Regions from separate parts of the Mus musculus genome. Here regions 2 and 3 are each linked to region 1. Evidence: chromatin contacts called from public promoter capture Hi-C data. All regions are on one chromosome and are shown on one strand. The core of a region is the stretch at or near the end of the contact, and the rest is flanking DNA. Distances in the headings are between cores, read along the strand shown.

Region 1 (3,771 bases), core at 858-3,357:
AACTGCACCCAAGACCATGTTCGATCTGGGTTTATTGAATAATGGACAAGAGGGAATTAGTGAGAAAAGATGTGAGTCTGTACTTAGCTGGTGTCCAGACTGTACTTGTGGGATGAAGGTGGCATACAGTAGGTATTTAGTCCAACATCTAGATCAGTTGGCAGGTGGAGGCAGCAGGTAGCAACTGAGCAGCCAGACTGCTTGATGGCTGGTGCTCAGACAGCCTTACTCTCTGAGACTAGAGACTGGAGGTGTGGCTCTGTTGGAGGGTGCTTGCCTGCAGTACTGCAATGAGTTGAGTCTTGGCCCAGCAGTAGAATGCTTGCCTAACTCTCATGAGGCCCCAAGTTCAGTCTGAAGCACCATAGTCACCAAGCAGCAGGCAGATTGGAGAAATTAGTGTTTCCCCTGGACTGTAGGTGCTACAGCTGTCTACTTTTGGACTTGTAGGTGGCTGTGCTTGGAGAACTCCCCTTGCTATGACATCATCCCCCAAAGCATCTACCCACCTGAGTTCTTCTTCAAGTTGTTAGTGAGCAATAGGTAAGCCAGGCATAAAGCCTAGGTGTATGTTGAGGGTGGGGATGCAGTGTGCTGAGATTGTCCCTTGACATTTAACTCAATCCTGGACTCCATTCCCTCACCAGAGGTGTAGACAATAGCACATACTGTGACTACAAGCTCACCTTTATAGTGCACATCCATGGGCTACCGCTCAGCAGCAAGCGGTCCTCCTTCATTGTTATGGTGAGTGGCAGCCAAAGGCTTCCTTACTGGGTGGGCAGGGGGTTCACCTACTACTATACCCCAACCCCAACCCCGACCCCTTGTGACTGTTGTACTGGGCTTGCAGGTGTCTACCAGCTTCTTTATAGCCCTGGTTGTCTTCTACATCCTGTTCTGCCTCGTGTGGCCTCACATAGTGAAGGCCTGGGTCTCATTTCGCTGGAAGATTCACAACATGATGGCACCAGAGACCTATTCATCTTCCTCCTCTTCTGGGGGCTTCACCCTCCATTCTCACAGCTCAGAGGGAAGTTTTGAGGGTCCCTCCAGACCAGGTACCAAAGAGGACAATGTTCAAGCTAAGAGAGCAAAGGTGGCCTGAGTCCCTGGTCTGTACTCTTCCTCATGAACCCTTAGGCCTCTCCTCATGGGAATGCAGCCTGCCACCTCCCCAGGACTTTCTGGTTGGCTAGAATGCTCATGTCTCATTCAGACCCTAATAAAGCCTCCTTGCAGAATCAGTCCCGAGTCCTCAGAAAGGCTCACGTCCGCTTGGTTTGTACCAGCACAGCTGTAGTTAACTGTCAGAATGATGTCAGAATCTTTTATTTTCAAGATGGCACAGCAGATAAAGGAGCTCTCAAGCCTGACAACCTGGGTTTGATCCCCAGGCCTCATGAGATCTAAAGAGAGAGCCGACTCTGTGAAGCTGTCCTCTGACCTCAACATGGGCACATGCACGCACACACACACACACACACACACACACACACACGCATGCCTGTAGGCCAGGCTGGCCTGGAACTCAGAGATCCGCCTGCCTCTGCATCCCAAGTGCTGGGATTAAAAGCGTGAACCACAAAGCTCGGTCTGTAATTCTATTTTAATTTCAAAAATAAGAAAAAAATGGAATAAGAGAAAATAAGAGAAATGGCTCAGTGGTTAAGAGCACTGACTGCTCTTCCAGAAGCCCTGACTAAAATTCCCAGCAACCACATGGTGGCTCACAACCATCCATAAAGGGATCAAATACCCTCTTCTGGGGTGTCTGAAGACAGCCACAGTGTACTTATATACATAAAATGAATAAATAAATCTTTTTAAAGAGTCTGAAAAAAACGTGGAAGAATGATGCTCTGATAAACACGAACGCCTAATCTTAAATCTCACCTGCTAGTCCTCTCTCAGCCTGCCTATGTAGTGACACCTGACAAGTTTTCCAAATGGCTCCACATCGCCACCCCTTGACGTAGAGGCGGTACCCTTAAGATGGACATTCCACAGGCCGAAGCCAGCGAGGGTGGCCATGGTGACTACAGGTGGGCGGGACATTGTGGGCATTGTTTTCAGTTGGAGCGAACGGACTTCCGTTCGCCATTTTGAATGACAGCAGAGGCGGAGCTGCGGCATGTTCATTAAGGGTCGGGCTGCGAAGACACCCCGAGGAGAGCCGCGGCGCTCCTCCCGCGGGGGGCGGAAACTGGCAGTGGTAGCTCCGCCTCCAGTTTTGGGCTCCACCTCCCGGCCTCATTTCCGCCGGGAGTCCATTGCCCGGCGTCGCTGCCGTAAGTCGGGTCGGCGGCTTGCCGCATCACGGAAGATGGCGGCCACAGCGGCTACGGTGAACGGGTCGACCACCGTCTCGAGCTCCGGACCCGCGGCCACCTCGGTCGGGATCCTGCAGGCAGCGGCCGGCATGTACGAGCAACTCAAGGACGAGTGGAACCGGAAGAACCCGAACCTTAGTAAATGTGGAGAAGAACTGGGCCGCCTGAAGGTAAGAGGTCGCCGGGTCCTAGATGCCTAATGCCTGGGGGAAGGTGACAGACGGGAGATCGAGGCTGGTAGAGCGGGCCCTGAGGTGTCGTTAAGGGAGTGATGATGGAAAGATTGGTTCTGGCAGAATCGAATGAGATGGTTCGAGCTTTGTTACTTGGAGGGAGGCAGGAAGGAGTGGGATCAGTGACAAACGGGGAGATAGTGAAAAGAATAAGTCTGAGGTGACGGGACGTTGAGGGAATGTGTGGCAAATAAAGCCCAGGTAAGCTGTGAGGGAGCAGAGGTTAGGAAACACCTGTGTGAAGAGGGGCAACAGGAACAGTTTGAAGCCAAAAACGAACCTAGAAGAGCACACGTTTCGGTTGTAAACACACTCAGGCGGATAGAAGGCCAGTCTGGTCTTCAATAGCGAGTTTGAGGAGGCTGGGCTACATAGACTTCGTCTCAAAATATATATATAATAATAATAAGTAAACAACAACAAAATATGTGTTAGGTTCCCAAGTTTACTAAGGAATGGTGTCTGGGATGGACTGGGGGGGGAGGGAAAAGGAATGCCCCACATTCCTTGTTACCCCTTCTCGGGCACACTGTGGTGGAGGTCTTCCCAGACCTGCATATAATGGCTGAACACGATGTCCCACACTTGTAATCCTAGCACTCGAGAGGCTCACACCAGGCTCTCCAGTTCTAGACTAGATTGGCCTGCCTGGGGAGATGCTGTCTTAAACAAGAGAGAAACCTAAAACAAGCTAAATATAGCAACAGGAAGAATTGAGGTCATGGGCGTCTCCCTACCCCATGATCCCCCTGGGTCAGGCACCAAGTGCCTCGTGTTTCTCAGTGGAGTTACTAATATTTGTAAGATGAGGTAATCCAATTGGTACGCTCCGTGTTCTTGGGCCCTTTGGTGTTTGCTTTACAAGGTCTGACTCCACTAATATTCATGGCAGTTGTGTGGGTTAGGATGCATGCAAGCTTTTCCAAGTAGGAACATAAAAGTCCAGAGAACGTAAGTAATCTATATTTGAAATCTCGTCCTCATTCCTTCCCCCTCAGTTGGTTCTGCTTGAGCTCAATTTCCTGCCAACCACGGGGACCAAACTGACTAAACAGCAACTCATTCTGGCCCGTGAGTGTCACTAGGGTTGGTGGAGGGTGATGGGCCTGGGGTCATTGTAGGAATGACTGGGGTGGTGATCCCAGGAGGGATTCCAGCCACCACCTGAGAGCCCCTGTCCCCTTACCTACAGGTGACATTCTGGA
Region 2 (3,771 bases), core at 738-3,237, 1.7 Mb before region 1:
TTCAATTTCTTGAGTGGTTGGGAAGCAGTCCTTCTACATCCCGCTCCCCCCTCCCCCATCACTATCTTCTGTAGTTCTTCTTAACTCTTTCTGATGCTGTGTGTTTCTAGCTACCCTCAGGCTACTCCCATGTCTAGTAACATAGAGCTCTTTAGCCAGCTTCAGAAGGACTACAGTAAAGCCTACTTACTATTGTGTAGAGGGGACACGCCATTCCGTCTTCACAGATAACACTGGAGAAAACAGGAATGTTGTAAATACAGGGGTGTCTCCTCTGTTTTCTACCCAGAAAGTTAGGAGTAGATATTATTAATAAGCCGGTGACCTTTGCTATCTGTAGAGCCAGACTTCATCCAAATCCCCCGGAATGTTTATCCCAGACTTTCCCCTCCCTAAACCATTATCCTTAGCTCTCAGTTAATAGAGAACCAGGTGGGATGTCATGTGTCCCCTATACATTTTGGAGCTCACTGACCTCTACCTATCTCAGTGGGAGACCCCACCAGATCCTAGGCTCTTAAGCTACAGAATCCATCTTCACGGTCACATATACTTTGCAAAGGAGTTTCCTGCCTCTTGGCGGTTCAGTTTTCCTCCCAGCCATGAGTGGCCCCTGCACGTCTGCACTCAGTTTTTCCTGACCAGCCATGACCTTGAAGACATTTTTGTGCAGCACATTCCCTGGGCCTGTAGAGCTGAGGTCAGCTCTGCCCTCATGTTCCCTGCCATCTGTAGAATTTGCATCTCTCTGCTGGCTGCTGCCTAGCAAGTGACTCAGTTTCAATCTCAAGACTTTCCCATTTGCAGGGCTGCCAGATGGTTCAGTGGGTAAAAGTGGTTGTGGGCAAGCTTGACAACCTAAGTTTGACCCCTGGAACCCACATAAATGTGGAAGGAGAGCGTTCCACAGGTTGTCCTCTGATCTCTACACACACACACACACACACACACACTACACATATATACACACACCACATACATATACATGTACACAACACACACACTCACACACAATACAACACAAACACACACAACTCATACACAAATACAGACACCATACACAAAAACATACAACACAAACATATACAACACTCAAATACACATAATATACAAACACATACTCTCACATGCCACACACATACCATATACATATACACTCACAAATACACACCACAGACACCACAGGCATACTACACACACCACACACATACACATGTACACACACACCACATATGCATAACACACACAAACACACACAACACTCAAAAACATACAACACAAACACACAAACATGCACAACACTCAAATATACAAACACACACACAACACACACATATACACAAACATAACACTCACCTGACACACAAACACACACATACAAATATACACTTGAACACACACAATGCTCAAACACACAACACACACACATACACACACACACTCATGCGTCTTGACACGATCACATATAAATAAAAAGGGAGTAAAGAGTTCCCATTCAGCAAATCTTTCTTCCCCAGAGCTCTGGTCCTCCCCTCGCCCGTGGAGCTGCTAAGGTATTCATGTCAGTGCTAGATCACTCTGCTCCTGCCTTCGGTGTGATTGCTAGCAATAAGATGTATCAGCAAGCGAAAGCCACCTTCAAGAAGACCTGTTCCTTCCCCAGCCAGCTGGGAGCTCTAGCTCTGGGAAGAAGGGTTCCTGAATGGGAAGTCTTTTACTTCATTATTACTTATTTGTGATGGCGCCCAGGTGCATGAGTATATATGTGTGTGTGTGTGTGTGTGTGTGTGTGTGTTTGATTATTGTGTGTTCAGGTATGTATTTGTGTGTTGTCTGGCTCTAGGGAGCCTGGACAAAGCAGCATGGAAATTCATCAGACATGGAAGACACCCAAGCCAACACGTGACTGCAGAGAATCAATCTGACCCCAAACTTGTGTTCTCCACCACGGCCTCTCATCCACACCATATCTGCTGGTCTCTCGCAGAGGCCCAGAGAGGAAGGGGGCGTGGCCAAGCGTGTGAGACTTTTCTTAGTTTTCTTACTCTCAGATCCTGCTAGGGATCCTGAAGATCGAACACAGGAGGAAACAGGTAAAACCATTTCAATCTTTTCTCTTGTTCTCGACAAGTAAATATGGAGTGGATATGGAGTGGCCTCTGTGTGCTGGCCTCGAGGGCCTGCTGTGTTTTTTCATCTACTTTACAATAGGCACAGACAAACCTCACCCTCCAACGCCTAAACCCCCAACCCCAACCCCTCATCCCTACCCTGTTCTCCCCATCCCTGTCGTTCAGTGTCCCCTTTCCAGGCTTTCTGGGTCTTCTGAGGTAGAAGAAGCTTTTGAGTGCCAGGGAGGAAATGATGGGACCAGGAAGCTAACCTTGAGGCTCTCAGAAGGTGAGCAGATCACAGTTCTTGGCCCTGTTCTAAGCTTCTGGACTTAGTAACTGTTGCTGCTGCACCCTGCTCTACCTCTTCACCCGTCCGGGCCCCAGGCTCAGGTCCCTGCTTCTCATGCTGTAAATTCCTGGGGTTCAGAGCTTCACTCTGGAACTGCCTGCTTCCTGCTCAAGCTTGAGTTCTCCAGCCAGGCTCTGCTAAGGATGTGGCTGGAGGGGCTGCCGGACAAACAGGGTGGTCCAGCACCCAGAGGCTGATTGTCACCACAGCCCTTGTTATAGCAACCCCACCGGTGTGTTAAAGTGTGTCCTCCAGAACAGAGCTTGCAACCCTGCAACGCTTTCATTGGAAAAGATTAAAATAGAGCTCGTGGCCAAAGAAGCATGGCCACTGCCTGTCTAAGCTCTTTAGACAACTTAAGAAGTCCTGCAGTGAAGCCTCCTGTTGAGCTCTGCTTTTCCCAAGTGGCTGTGACTTTGAAGACATCTCTATGTGGTGCATTCCCTGTACCTGGGAAACTAAGATAAGCTCTTCCTCAGATGATCTGCTCCAGCCTCAGCCCACAAACCTCTTATATACACCCAGGCCACACCACCCCCAACCGTGGAGGCAGAACCCAGCCCACGCTCAGCAACTGAACTGGCTTTCCCTACACCTGTTCCTGGTCACCCAGAAGTCCTTACTACCTGTGCCCTGCGGCCTGGGAGAGAAATAGCAGGAGAGAGAGGGAGGTGAGGATGCTGTGCAAGGTATGGGAAACCTTGGGTGGGTGGAAGGGAAGGGAAGCGAAGGGACACAGCTCTGCTCTCGGACACCGGAGACACACTCTGTTGGCACATCCTGCAAGATCCCTGGGGACTCACACAGAGATCACAGCCACATGAATAGAGTTAAATTGTTAAATTTAACTCTACATAAAGTGTAGGATGGTGGAGGCCAAGCTTGTTGGAGAGAGAGAGAGAGAGAGAGAGAGAGAGACAGAGAGAGAGAGAGAGAGAGAGAGAGAGAGAGAGAGAGAGAGAGAGATAAGAGTTGTAAATTAGTTGCCCTTAAATTGATCCGTCAGGCTAGAGCTGTATGCTACTACTTATTTAATACTACTCATAATGACTTGGTAAGCCAGACTAGCTTCAAGCTTGTATTCATAGATCCAGGCTCCAAAATTCTGGGATTTTTAGGTATATACCACTATGGCTGGTCCTATGTATTGCTTCTAAAGCAAGACATTTCTCATGACAATCTGGCTTCTTCCTTATGGTCAGACAGTGGGTGATCGGACAACATGAGGTCCCCATTCCCACCTGCTAACGACTGGCTGTTGTTAGAAAAGGGATGCCTGCCCCTTGCTCCCTATCAGCACCCAGGGCT
Region 3 (3,771 bases), core at 919-3,418, 1.3 Mb after region 1:
CAAAGCCAGCAGCCTGAGCTCTGCCCGAGACAACTCAACAGCATGCTTCCTCTCTGGTCTGTTTCCTGGAGCTTTCCAGATAGCACCTACTCTCTCACTCTCTCTCTCTCTTCTGCTTGAGACAGCTCTCCAAGAAGTTCTCTCTTGCTGTTCTAGAAAATTTCTCTGGATAACTCATCTCTTGCAGATCAAAACCTTGTCTTTTATTTTACACATCAATCCAGTCATTTACTCCAGGTTCCCTTTGGACTAGCCAATGAATCAGCATCAAGTGGAACCCACCCCCCCAACCCTGCCCCTTAATTCTTAGGAGACTGCAAACACAAACAACCTTCTTTTTAGAGTTGCAAAAGAATTCAGAGATCTGCCTGCCGCAGTTACACAAAAGATAAACTAACAGGGTGGGACCCTGTACGGAAATTACCATTTATACCACTCGTGGGCCTAAATTAAAGAGTCCCCGGCTGACCTTGAGCTCAGGAATCCATCTGCCCTTTAATGCACAAACAAAAACCATAGCGGGGTGGGATCTCCTACAATTGCCACTCCCTAATCCCCGTTACCTCCTCCCTTAGTGGTTTCCTGACAAGTTGGCTCCTACTGTAGCTGCCTTGGCTCTTCCTGAAGCCCCCTCATATAATTCATACCGCATCCTCATTATTTGAGAAATTATTTGTTTTTGAATCCATGTTTTTAGAGTTCTTTCCCACAGCCTTAAGTGCTGTTCTGAAGGTCCCATTTTGTGGAGACATTAGCCACACCTTGACTCATGCTGTCTTTGATTATCACGGAGACATTATCATTAAGAGGGGGGGACTTTCCTTAAAAGAGGGAATGTACATGATTATACAAACCAGCCTTAGGTCCGGAGCAGCCATCCACGCTTGTGGCCCACATCCCCTGGCCCTGTCCCAGCGGCAATAACCAGGTAAGGAACCCAAAATGACCTCACAGAGCAACAACTAAAGCACACCAGGCCCTTAGGATATGGCGGCACTGCGCTAACAGACTTCACCACAGGCATCCTAAGGTTCCTGACAGGCCTGGAGAGCCTGAGGGGACAGAACCAAGACTCCAACGGGATACCACAGATCCACATCCCTATATTTAAACATGGCATTGCTCATCTGCATCTGGCCAACATTACCCATTTTACACACACACACACACACACACACACACACACACACACAAAATACCTAGTCCTCAAGGATGCCAAATTCAGTGCTATTACTTTCCCACTCCCCAAATCCTCCCTGGTGACCAGACCATCTATCGCCTACATTCTTCCCTTGCTTCGAATGAAGGCCTGTAAAGATCAAAGGCCATCTGAGGTGTGACACCATCAAGATACAAATTGATTTAGTTGAGAGCCCTAACGCTACCCTCTAGAAATTCCTAGTTACAACATCTCAGGAAAAGGTAGAGATTGTGGGAGAAGACGCCACGGATCATTGAAACTAAGTGGAAAGGGCAGGGACAATGTAAGGGACACAATGGTGGAGGTATCAATTCGCCTGTTCCTCCTTCCCTCACTTCCATTCCATATTCTAAAACTAAAACCTCATTTTTCAAACAGAAACAGAAAACTCATTCTTGAATCCACATCCCTCTCCAGCCCTCCTTTGGAATGGCCACCTAGGGAAGCCTGAGTAAGCATGAGATCGCAGACCATATCTGAGAGCATGCTCAATGGCTGCAGCTCTGAGAAAGTCAGGGGACTCAACAAGTACCCTCCCTCCAAGACGACACCCCCGTCCTTAAATTATAGCCCTAAGCTCAAGTCTGAGCCTCGGGGAAAGCTTCCCTTCAGACCCCGCACCTGACCTCCCCTTACTGAAGCTTGGTCCTCTGCTTTAGTCCCTGTGTCCCTGAGAGAAAGCAGGAGCAGACAGCGACAAGCACAGAGACACAGATTATGCAGAGAGCTCAAGGTGTGTATACAGTTAGACTCAAAGACACACACACACACACACACACACACCATACAGCCACCCCACCGCCTGTACACACCCCTCCCAGCCCGCTGGCTCCGGTCTTACTCTGGGGAGACATAAACCAAAAGCCTATGCGCTACTTCCGGCGCGGTGGTCCCGGAAAACACAGTTGTCACAAGCAAAGCCCTGGAGAAGCCTGGAGCGTCCCGGAGATCCCGGCGTGCAACTCGGGCCAGCCCATCAGAAAACCGAGTCCAGTGGCTTGTGGGAGTGCCCACGTGGGTGCGCGCTTAAAGGGGAGGCGCCCTCCTTTGAGCAAAAGGTACTTCCGGTTCTCCGCGTAACTGATTTTCTTTCTCCTGTAGAGAAGACGGAGGAGTCTGAATTCCCTGCTTTAGATAGAAAATGTGACTGAGGACCGTATCGCTATGTACCAACAGAACTGTGTCCGTTAGGCAGGCTAGACGAGCCTCTTAATAAAACTAATCGCATTAAAAGTACTGTAAATCGTCTAAACGCCAAAATTTGCCACATTTAGATTTGAAAAGTCAGACCCAGCTATGTGTTAACTACAGAAAATATATTAAAGATAAATACTCTAGCAGATTCAAAGTAACCATCTTCGCATGATCAAAAGAAAACTCAGGTCGATTATAAAATGGAGGTAGATTAATAAAGAGGCCAAGTCATCAAGTGACAGTAAACATGGGCGTGGTAGCAATGGCTTTTATCCCAGCGATGGGGAGGCACAGCCAGCTGCATGTCTGTGAGAAGAGACCACCGAGGACTACCCAGTGAAACCCTGTCTAAGAACTAAAATACACTCAGATTATGGTGGCACATGCCTTTAGTCACCGCCCTAAGGAGGCAGAGGAGGTGTCTGAAAAAAATTAATTAAAAATAAACTCAGAATACACTCCTACTGTCTTGAAAGGACTAAATAAACTAAAATTCAGAGGATACCCCAAATGTCTCAAACAAATAAGTACATAAATACATAAACAAAATTAACTCAGAGTATACTCAAATAGCACACCTTTAAACATGAAGAGGGGGGAAGTCCCGCTAGAACAATAGGGAATGATAGCAAAATCAATCAACACATTCAAATGTTGTCAATTTAAAAAACTGATAGAACAACACCCTCCAAGAGCAACAGAGCATAGCTGATTTGGACAGCATCTCAACTCTGAGTGAAGTCAATAAAAATGGAGACACTTAAGCTCTAATGACACGAGGGGATCTGGAAAGGGAACTGTTCCTGTACGCTCACCTGTGGGAGAAACGCTCATTACCTGAAGATGTTGCTGTGGAAAGCTTTCTCTTTTATCCTTTTTTCTTGGCGGGGCATCTATTACTTCATATATTTTGTATTGCACTTTTAAATATTAAAGACTCCATCTATTTTGAGTTATCCCACGAGCAGATTACTGAGGTAGGCAAGGAGTCTCCAGACAGACCCAAGTGACTGCTTCTGCAAAGCTTGGGTTTTGTTTCACCGGCTTTTGGATCATTTATAAAGATGCTTAGCCTTCTGTCATCCAATGTGTTCCGTCCTCCTTTCTCTCCACAGTGTGATTCTGGTCGGTCTGCTCCATCTTTCCTGTGTCACAGTTCTTTTCTTAGTGCTACCCCTTATCCTTCATGGAAGTAAAATCAGTTAATTGCCCTCTGTTTTCTCCACAGGAGCCATGGGGCGCTGAATACGTAACTAGAGATTAATGTCCACCATAAGTGTTTCCTTAGCTACAGTCACTTGAATTCTTCCTGGGGTGCTGCAGGCCACATCCCCAGTCTCAGCTCTCAGCTCTTTCTGCCTCTGTCTCCTGCTCTG

What was found. Promoter capture Hi-C pulls out the DNA fragments that hold promoters and counts their contacts.
Region 2: a contact with region 1 is called in a promoter capture Hi-C map of pre-B cells, with 3 times the contacts expected there. The contact joins the promoter of Cd22 here to the promoter of Psmd8 in region 1. A contact is called at or near these places in 3 of 39 promoter capture datasets (hippocampal neurons, liver and pre-B cells).
Region 3: a promoter capture Hi-C map of liver shows a contact between it and region 1, with 3 times the contacts expected there. The contact joins the promoter of Zfp59 here to the promoter of Psmd8 in region 1. A contact is called at or near these places in 2 of 39 promoter capture datasets (liver and pre-B cells).

Annotation. Positions count from the first base shown.
Region 1 is chr7:29,179,009-29,182,779 of GRCm38.p6, reverse strand. It overlaps Psmd8 (proteasome (prosome, macropain) 26S subunit, non-ATPase, 8), which reads left to right and starts at 2,107. Exons shown (of 7, transcript NM_026545.3): 1 at 2,107-2,503; 2 at 3,565-3,637; 3 at 3,759-3,771. The coding sequence starts at 2,135. It overlaps Catsperg1 (cation channel sperm associated auxiliary subunit gamma 1), which reads left to right. Exons shown (of 28, transcript NM_001368407.1): 26 at 451-543; 27 at 648-747; 28 at 854-1,248. The coding sequence ends at 1,108.
Region 2 is chr7:30,878,558-30,882,328 of GRCm38.p6, reverse strand. Cd22 (CD22 antigen) reads left to right here and starts at 1,987. Exons shown (of 16, transcript NM_001043317.2): 1 at 1,987-2,093; 2 at 2,312-2,400; 3 at 2,989-3,134. D7Ertd128e (a long non-coding RNA gene) reads right to left here and starts at 376. Exons shown (of 3, transcript XR_881941.3): 1 at 191-376.
Region 3 is chr7:27,836,981-27,840,751 of GRCm38.p6, reverse strand. Zfp59 (zinc finger protein 59) reads right to left here and starts at 2,168. Exons shown (of 5, transcript NM_011762.3): 1 at 2,043-2,168.